2 separate regions of the Canis lupus genome follow, and region 2 is linked to region 1. The links are chromatin contacts, called in public Hi-C maps. All regions are on one chromosome and are shown on one strand. Each heading gives the region's core, a stretch centred on a gene start, on an enhancer-like site or on the middle of the called end of the contact. The rest is flanking DNA. Distances are from core to core; before and after follow the strand shown.

Region 1 (4,115 bases), core at 1,053-3,552:
GCAGGCCAAATTTGTCTTTGGCATATATTACCTTTGTTGTGTAGCATTTTTTTTCTAGTTTTGTTCACCTACTCTCGACTAACCTCATTATCCTCATGTTGCTCTCACTGTACACTTCCTCTGCTTTTGACATATGTGAAATCCCAAATGATCCTAAGGCATACATGGAAAGTTCTCGATGGCTATGTCACTTTTTCCACTTATTGTTGCATTTTGACAGAGTTTTCTCCTGACAAATCCTTAACCAAAAAGTGGTCATTGCAGGGCCAATACCCTAAAGAGGTGTCTGCAAAGTCATGGAATTCCAGCCCGGGAAGGGAAGGAGGCTCTTCCTGTTTTGAAAAATCTTTCTCCAATATTGATCTATTCTTTTAGCCCAGGACTTCAACCATCCCCATAAAATGTGAGTTTCTGAGACATTAGGGCTGGTTTAAGCCAATACAGAGATACCCACGAAAGGACTCAGTCTTTTGCTCTCTTGACCAGTGCACAAGGCAGACTAGTGTGCTATGAGATATTGATTCCTTCCATCTTTATTCCCTGTACCAGTGAAATATCATCATTTTCAATATATGCGTCAACGCAAAAGGTTTGGGAAGCACCGACATAGAAGACATTCAAAAGCAGTTGGCATATATTGAGCACCTACTGTATACCAAACACTTCATGTCTGGTATATAATTTACTTCACCTTTGCAGCAATCCTATTAGGTCGGTACTATTATTCTGATTTTGCAGATAAAGAAACTGAGATAACTTGCCAACCAACTGTCACAGACACAGGAAATGGCAGCAACAGGATGCCAACTCAGGTGATTTGGAACCAGAAAGTACACTTAACCACTATCCATTGCCTCTAAATAAATGTTTGCTAGCTCTAAATAAACATTTTAATTTAAATCTTTTCTACGTTTGTTTTCAGCACCCCTATAAATGGCAGGACTAGGATACAATTCCATCATACCCTGTAGGTTAGCTGTAGCCTGACAGGGAGGAGCGAGAGCTGAACACGGTGGAGCTCTGCGTCTCTTACAGCACCGTCGCCGGGTTTGCTTGGGAGTCCCTTAGCCCTAGATCTGCTTTTCCGTGTCTCTTCAAAATTATCTGATCAACAACTAAGAGATTGTAACTTGTCCTGTGTTTTATTCTCTCTGCATCTGAATCCTCAATATAATGACAAACTTTGTAATTTTTCATTTAGGGGTATAATGTGTTCTAAGTCTGTTAAACCCTTGTTGCCCTCCTACGGCCTGGCCTGCCGTTCTTCCACAAAAGGCCCTGGCCTCTGGGTGTTTCTTGACACGCGCACGCGCACGCGCACACGGCTTATCCTACAAGTTTCTCCATGCCCTCGGTGGGGGAGTAAAAAAAAAAAAAAAAATCACAGCGAGCCTGAAGGTCCATTTCTCAGGCGGGGGAGGCATGTAACGAAATTAGTTTTTGCTAGGTATTTTTTTATCACAGCTTGAGAGGTACAAACCGCAAGGAAGAACTAGTTTCTTGGCAGGTCACGCCAGCTCTGGGGGGTTCACCGATCAATCGCAGCCAAACTTGGAAATACATATCGTGGCAAGGTTCGTTTATGGTAGACTCGCACCGAGGCCGCCGCCGCCACGGTCTGCGGTCACCTCGTGTCGAGTCACGACCATCGAGTCCTTCACTTTCCCTGAGAAACTCCCACGCCTGCCCTGTCCCCAGGGGAGCCGGCGGTCCCTCGGGGAAGGCCGCGAGGGCAGGCCCGGGGCACCGCAGCGAGACGGGACGGCGGCGGGCGTAGGAAGCACCGGGCTTCAGTTCACGAGCCTGTTATTCCACGGAAAAATGGAACATTCCGCTCCTTCCGCCCGCAGAGGAGAGGCGGGGGGAACCCTTCGATCTGGTCTAGGAAAGGCGACGCGGGCGCAGCCGCCGGAATCCCGGACGCCAGGAGCCGCGTTACGGGAATCGCAGCTGCCCGGAGTCCCGCCCCTTCGCCGTCGGGCGGCCTCCCGACCAATGCCCGGGCGCGCCGGGTCTCGCCGGAGCCAATCAGCATACAGCCCCTAAATCCGGAGGCGGGGCGCGGCGAGGGCGCTGCGAGGCGGGGTCAGGGGGCGCAGCGCCCCGCGGTGGGAGGAGGGCCGCGTGCCGCGTCTGCGGGAAGGAACCGGGAGCGAGCCGGAGCCGGAGCTGAGAGCTGAGAGGCCGGCGGAGCCGCGAGGGGAACGCCCGGGCGCAGCTGAGCTGGAGGCCGCGACTGTGCGGCCGACCGGCCCGGCCTGGCGCCGGGGGAGTCCTGCGTTGTACGGATGCGGTTGAGTGAAGCGCCGAGGCCTGAGGTGAGGAGGTGCCGCGACCGAGTGAAGGCCCGCGTAGCGCGAGGACGAGGGCTAGGTCGGGGCGTTCGGGCCTGGGGCCGGGCCCTCCAGGGGGCCGCCCTGCCGCGGGAGAGGGGCGCCCCAGCGCCGCGCGTCCCCAGCTTGCTAGTTCCAGCCTGGAAACCCCCGCATTCCTCCTTCCATTCCGTGTTCACACAGCCCGGAATCTGATTCCCACAACTTTGTCACCTATATTTCTCCGGTACACACGCGCGCGCGCGCACACACACACACACACACACACACACCCTTCTTAGGCCCACGCCCCCCAGGCCCCACTTTTCGCTCCTTTCCGTCTCCCCTTCAATTCCGCCGGCCCCGCACTTGACTCTTCACTTTCTCCCTGGAAGTTAGCAGCTCCTCAGCAAAGCCATCTTTCCATCCTGAAATCATAATGTCTCAACCCTGTTGAAAGTTCACCTTAATTCAAACATTTTCAACTCACAGCCTCTTCTTTCTTCTTTTTCTCTCTCACATGTATCCGCCCTTAAAGAATCCCACCTTAACGCTGTATCTGAAAAGTACCAAATCCATCTTTAAAACTTCACCCCTCCCCCAAGCTTAAAGGTTATTCCAAGCGGCAAGGTTCTGTTTTTCAGTAGATGAACAGCATTTTATTCATAACTCCAAATGAAAAAAATATCAGATTAGAAATAAGACTTGCCACTTGGAGGTTGTTGGGGTTTTGTCGTGTCCCCCCCTCCCCCCCCCCCCCCCACTTCAGAACACCCATTTCGGCTTAATTTGTGTAGTCATGGGCATTTCAGCAGTTACACTAAGCTTTAAAATAATTAGTGATTAGAATGCCAGGGTGACTCTTCTAAAAGATTGGAGTCTTTGGTTAAGTCGGAGCTGTAAACAAACCCTTTAGACCGTGTGACTGCCAGCTTCAAGTTGGAACAACTCTTAATTTGAAATTCCTGACTCAGATCATCCTAGGAGCTGTTCGCCATTATCTTAATTTCTTAAATTCATGGTAATTCCCATTTTGAAGTATTTTTGAACTGTAAATAGAACTCTACGTTTATAAAGCCAACTGGATACTAAGTTAAATCCTGTTTTCCAGTTATTTCTTTCGGGGGATAGTTTTTGAACACTTGTTTTTAATTACAAGTGAAAGAAGAAAGTTACAGGATGGAGAAAGTGTGAGAAAAGGGGAGTAAGTTTCATGGTGGAATTTTCCCCTCTTTTCAAGTCTGTATAATTGACAGTGCTACAACATGTTTAGTTTTCTCATAGGTAATTTGGAATATTCTAAATACTGCGGACATATTTTCTTATGTAATGAAAAATGTGCACAGTGTCCTCATTTTTATTTATGACTTGCAGTGTTTTCAGTTTATTTATAGGTTTTCCCAAGGGCATTTGCACTGCAGTTAAATGTTAGGGTGAATGTCGATTATTATATACATTTGAAGTAAAATGTCTCAGTATCCACTTTACAGAGAAGGAAACTGAGGCTCAGGGTCCTTTTGAAACGTAGATCTGTGTAATTCCAACCCCTGTACTCTCACTTGGTCTTTCTGTTATACTGACACACTTCTCATGGAGGATCCACTACTACAGTTTAGTTTGGCCACTTATGGACTCCCCATAACTGATCTGCAGGGAGGGCTTTTTTCCTCCACAGAAGCTATTTTAGAGCTTCTTATTTTAACAGGAGTCAGGACTCCCTGGCTCTAATATATTTGCAGCTTGGCTCCTAGAGAAGTGTGGAATGTTCTCACAGTCTTCTCCATTTCTTTGATTGCAAAGGCT
Region 2 (4,115 bases), core at 702-3,201, 130 kb before region 1:
GACCTAAAACTATAAAACTCCTAGAAGAAACCTAGGAGAGAAGCTTTGTGACATTAAATTTGACAATGATTTCTTGGACTTGATGACAAAAGGACAGACAACAAAAGGAAAAATTGGCAAATTGAGCTACATCAGAGTTAAAATCTTTTGTGTATCAGCAGAATGAAAAGGCAGCCCACAGAATGGGAGAAAATATAGGTAAATCATATGTCTATCTAATAGAGGGCTAATATCCAGAGTATATAAAGAATTTCTATAACTTAACACCAAAAATCAAACCACCTGTTTAAAAATGGTTAAAGGACTTAAGGAGATATTTCTCTTAAGATGATATATAACTAGCCAGTAAGTACATGAAAAGATACTCAACATGCCTAATCATTGAGCCATGGGAATCAAAACCATGAGATACCACTTCACATCTATTAAACTACCACCTATTATTAGAACAAACACATGAAACAATAACAGGAAATAACAAGTATCTGTAAGGACATGGAAATATTGGAACCCTCATGTGCTGTTGGCAGGAATATAAAATGGTGCAACTGCTATGGGAAACATTTTGGTGGCTCTTAAACAATTAAAAATAGAATTATTTATTATTATTGTATGATCCAGGAATTCCACTTTTAAGTTTATAGCAAAAAGAATTAAAAGCAGGGTATCAAAGCAGTTTTTTTTTTAATTTATTTATTCATGAGAGACAGAAAGAGAGAGAGAGACAGAGACACAGGCTGAGGGAGAAGCAGGCTCCCTACAAGGAGGCTGATGTGGGACTCAATCCAGGATCCCGGGATCACACCCTGGGCCAAAGGCAGATGCTCAATCACTGAGCCATCGAGGCATTCCTCCAAGCTCAAAGCAGTTTTTGAGTACCATGTTCATGATAACATTATTCAAAATTGACAAAAGGTAGAAACAGCCCAAGTATCTATCACTGGATGAATAGATAAACCACATGTGGTATAAACATACAATAGGATATTATTCAACCTTAAAAAGGAATGAAATTGTGACAAATGCCACAACATGAATGAACCTTAGGACATTATGCTAAGTAAAATAAGACCAAAGCACACTGTTAATTCCACTTACATAACATTCCTTAGAGTAGTCAAATTCATAGAGGCTGAAAGTGGTATAGTGATTTCTAGGGACTGTAGGAGGGAATAATGGACAGTTACTATCTAGTAGGTACAGAGTTTGAGCTCTGGAAGATAAAGAGTTCTGGAAATGATTGATGGTGATGATTGCACAACAAGGTGATTGTATAAAATGCCCCTGAACTATATACTTAAAAAGGGTTGAAATGGTAAAGTTTATGTTGTATACATTTCATTACAAGTTTTTAATTAAAAAAAAAAAGGGGTCTTCAAATATCTGAAGGCTGCTGCTATCATGGTCCCATAGAATAATCTCTGGAGTTAACACATCTATTTCTTCAGTTGTTCCTCAGGTGACACAAATGGGATCTATCCTGGTCTCTCTGAGTGTTCTCCAGCCACTGAGAGCCCATTAAATCTGCAGGCCATAGACCTCAACATGACACTGACCAGTTAAGAACAGAAAAGGCCTATCACCTCTTTCAGTCTGTTTACTAAACAAATAATGCAGCCAAAGTTCCTACTAGTACACAGCAGGAGGGAATAGGGTGGAGAATACATCAGGAGAACAGAAAATAACGCAATATCTCTATCAGAGTTAAGTAAACTGAGTCACTGAGAGGAAAAGTTTAATATATTTCAGACCAAAGAGGGAAACCTAAAACCAACATAAGGGTCCCATTTTCCACTCTGGTCTCACCAATTTTGAGTAGCCTGAAAGCCTACACAGATTCATAAAATCTCAGAGGACATCTAGTCCTTCCAATTTCTTCGTAATAAATGGTGATGTTACAACATGGCCCACAGGGGTCCACCTTTCTTAAGAAGCATTTAGGGTGCTTGTGAGGAGGATGACTCAGCCTCCTGCCCAGATTCATCAGAGAAGTCATGAGTCACTTGTATGGGTGATGTTATGGGTGTTATTCTTTCAGCGAATTTGGTACACACACTAAGAGTATCTCTGTTTGATTCATGAAGGTGACTCATCTGAGGAAGTTGACCTGACTATGGTTTATCAAGCAGCTTCTAATGGAGATGTCAATGCTCTGACTTCAGTAATTCGGGAAGACCCTTCCATCCTGGAATGCTGTGACAGTGAAGGTGAGCTATTTATGCATTTTGAATCCTGCAGGTTCCTGAAGGTTCTGCTCTATTCTTTTAGAGATGGCCTTCAGAGGTGAGCAATATTTATAAAATTGCATATGACAAATCATTTTGATACTAGAGGGCCAAGGAGTATCCTGCCTGAGGCTGAAGGTCCCTTAGTAGTTTTTTTTTTTTTTTAAGATTTATTTATTCATGAGAGACAGAGAGAGAGAGAGGGGAGCAGAGACACAGGCAGAGGGAGAAGCAGGCTCCGTGCAGGAAGCCCGATGCAGGACTCGATCCCAGGACTCCAGGATCACACCCTGGGCCAAAGGCAGGCGCTAAACCACTGAGCCACCCAGGGATCCCCTCTTAGTAGTTTTTTAAACCATGGTCTTGGACATAAATCTTCTAATTCTTCTATATCACCTTGTATAATGAAGCCAGTTGGTTTGGTTTTCTTTCAACTTCTTTGTATGAATGACTAAAGTAGATAGGCCAAGTAGTTAAAAAAAGAAGTATGGAAAGAGGGCTATTTTTGGTAGCATTGGATGTTGGGAAAGTGTTACTATTAAAGCCAGAAAGCAAAGATTTGCTTCTCAGAAGGTGGAGTAGATGTACTGTTCCTACTGCTAAATATAACTAAAAATCTTGGATGTTGTATATAATATAAACATAAGAACACACTGGAAAGTGGAAAGAAAATGACAGACTGGCTAGGACCATGGGACCTAAGGAATGACATGTTGGTAAGTTTCCTCGGTTTTTTTTATTGCTTCTTATATCTCGTACTTGGAGTTGAAGAATCTAACAGCTCAGAAAGGCCAATAGTCACACACACACACACACACACACACAGCCCCCAACAAAAGCCTGCTCTCTAGCCAAAGAACCAGGAATGGGACCACATAGCAAGACCGAAAACTTTTAGACAATAATGAGTCCGCTCCAACCAAACATCACACAAATACAAACAAGCAAATAAAAACTTATGGTCCTAGCCCTACCATTCCAACAAAGACCAAGTAGAGATCTTGGACCTCCACTCCAACTACTGAGCCTCCATCCCCATACCTGTCGGGGTGGTGTCAGAGGAAGCCTTTCTACAAATTAGTATTTTCACCACCACCCAGTAATGAAGAGTCTTCTCCCTTAGATGTCAATGGTAGCCAAATAGGGCACCTGAACTTCTGATCCCACCTAGCAATAATAAGGTGACACATGCACCCCTACTTCCCCTTTGGAGCAGTGTCAGAGAATGTCAGATAAAATAGAAGGTTTAAGTAAGATTAGGCAACTCCACACAATACCCCCAAATGTCCAGGTTTCAATAGCAAATCATTTGTCATATCAAGGAGCACTGGGTGTTATTCTGTATGTTGGCAAATTGAACACCAATAAAAAATAAATTTATTATTTAAAAAAAAAAGAAACAGGAATGAATGAAAAAAGACAATACCTGCCAATACTGAAATAACAGATGTTAGAATTATCTGAAAGATTTTGAAGAGGCTATGAAAAAAGAAATGCTTCGACGAGCAATTACAAATGTGCTTGAACCAAATGAAAAAAAAGGAATCCTCAACAAAGAAATAACAGACATAAAGAAGAACAAATTGGAGTATTTTGAAACTAAGAAATACAATAATTATAATTAAAAATTCAATAGATGGGATCCCTGGGTGGCGCAGAGGTTTGGCGCCTGCCTTTGGCCCAGGGCGCGATTCTGGAGACCTGGAATCGAATCCCACGTCGGGCTCCCAGTGCATGGAGCCTGCTTCTCCCTCTGCCTGTGTCTCTGCCTCTCTCTCTCTCTCTGTGACTATCATAAATAAATAAAAATTTAAAAAAAATTCAATAGATAAGCTCAGCAGCAGAATGAGGAAGCAGAGGAAAGGATCAAGAAACTTGAAAATAGAATGA

The links. Hi-C and Micro-C count contacts between places; a contact is called where the count stands out from the background.
Region 2: a Hi-C map of blood shows a contact between it and region 1, with 1.7 times the contacts expected there. The contact joins two enhancer-like sites. A contact is called at or near these places in 2 of 9 Hi-C or Micro-C datasets (amygdala and blood).

Annotation. Positions count from the first base shown.
Region 1 is chr2:42,437,703-42,441,817 of UU_Cfam_GSD_1.0, reverse strand. No RefSeq gene overlaps it. Among named protein-coding and RNA genes, the nearest start is that of IL6ST, 13 kb to the right of the region's middle. Within about 2 kb of position 2,302, at least 17 of the 20 cell types and tissues checked have an H3K27ac peak or open chromatin away from gene starts, as enhancers often do. A contact at or near this core is called in blood, where this site is marked.
Region 2 is chr2:42,566,052-42,570,166 of UU_Cfam_GSD_1.0, reverse strand. It overlaps ANKRD55 (ankyrin repeat domain-containing protein 55), which reads left to right. Exons shown (of 12, transcript XM_038530627.1): 3 at 2,085-2,207. Among named protein-coding and RNA genes, the nearest start is that of ANKRD55, 52 kb to the left of the region's middle. Within about 2 kb of position 1,951, at least 2 of the 20 cell types and tissues checked have an H3K27ac peak or open chromatin away from gene starts, as enhancers often do. A contact at or near this core is called in blood, where this site is marked.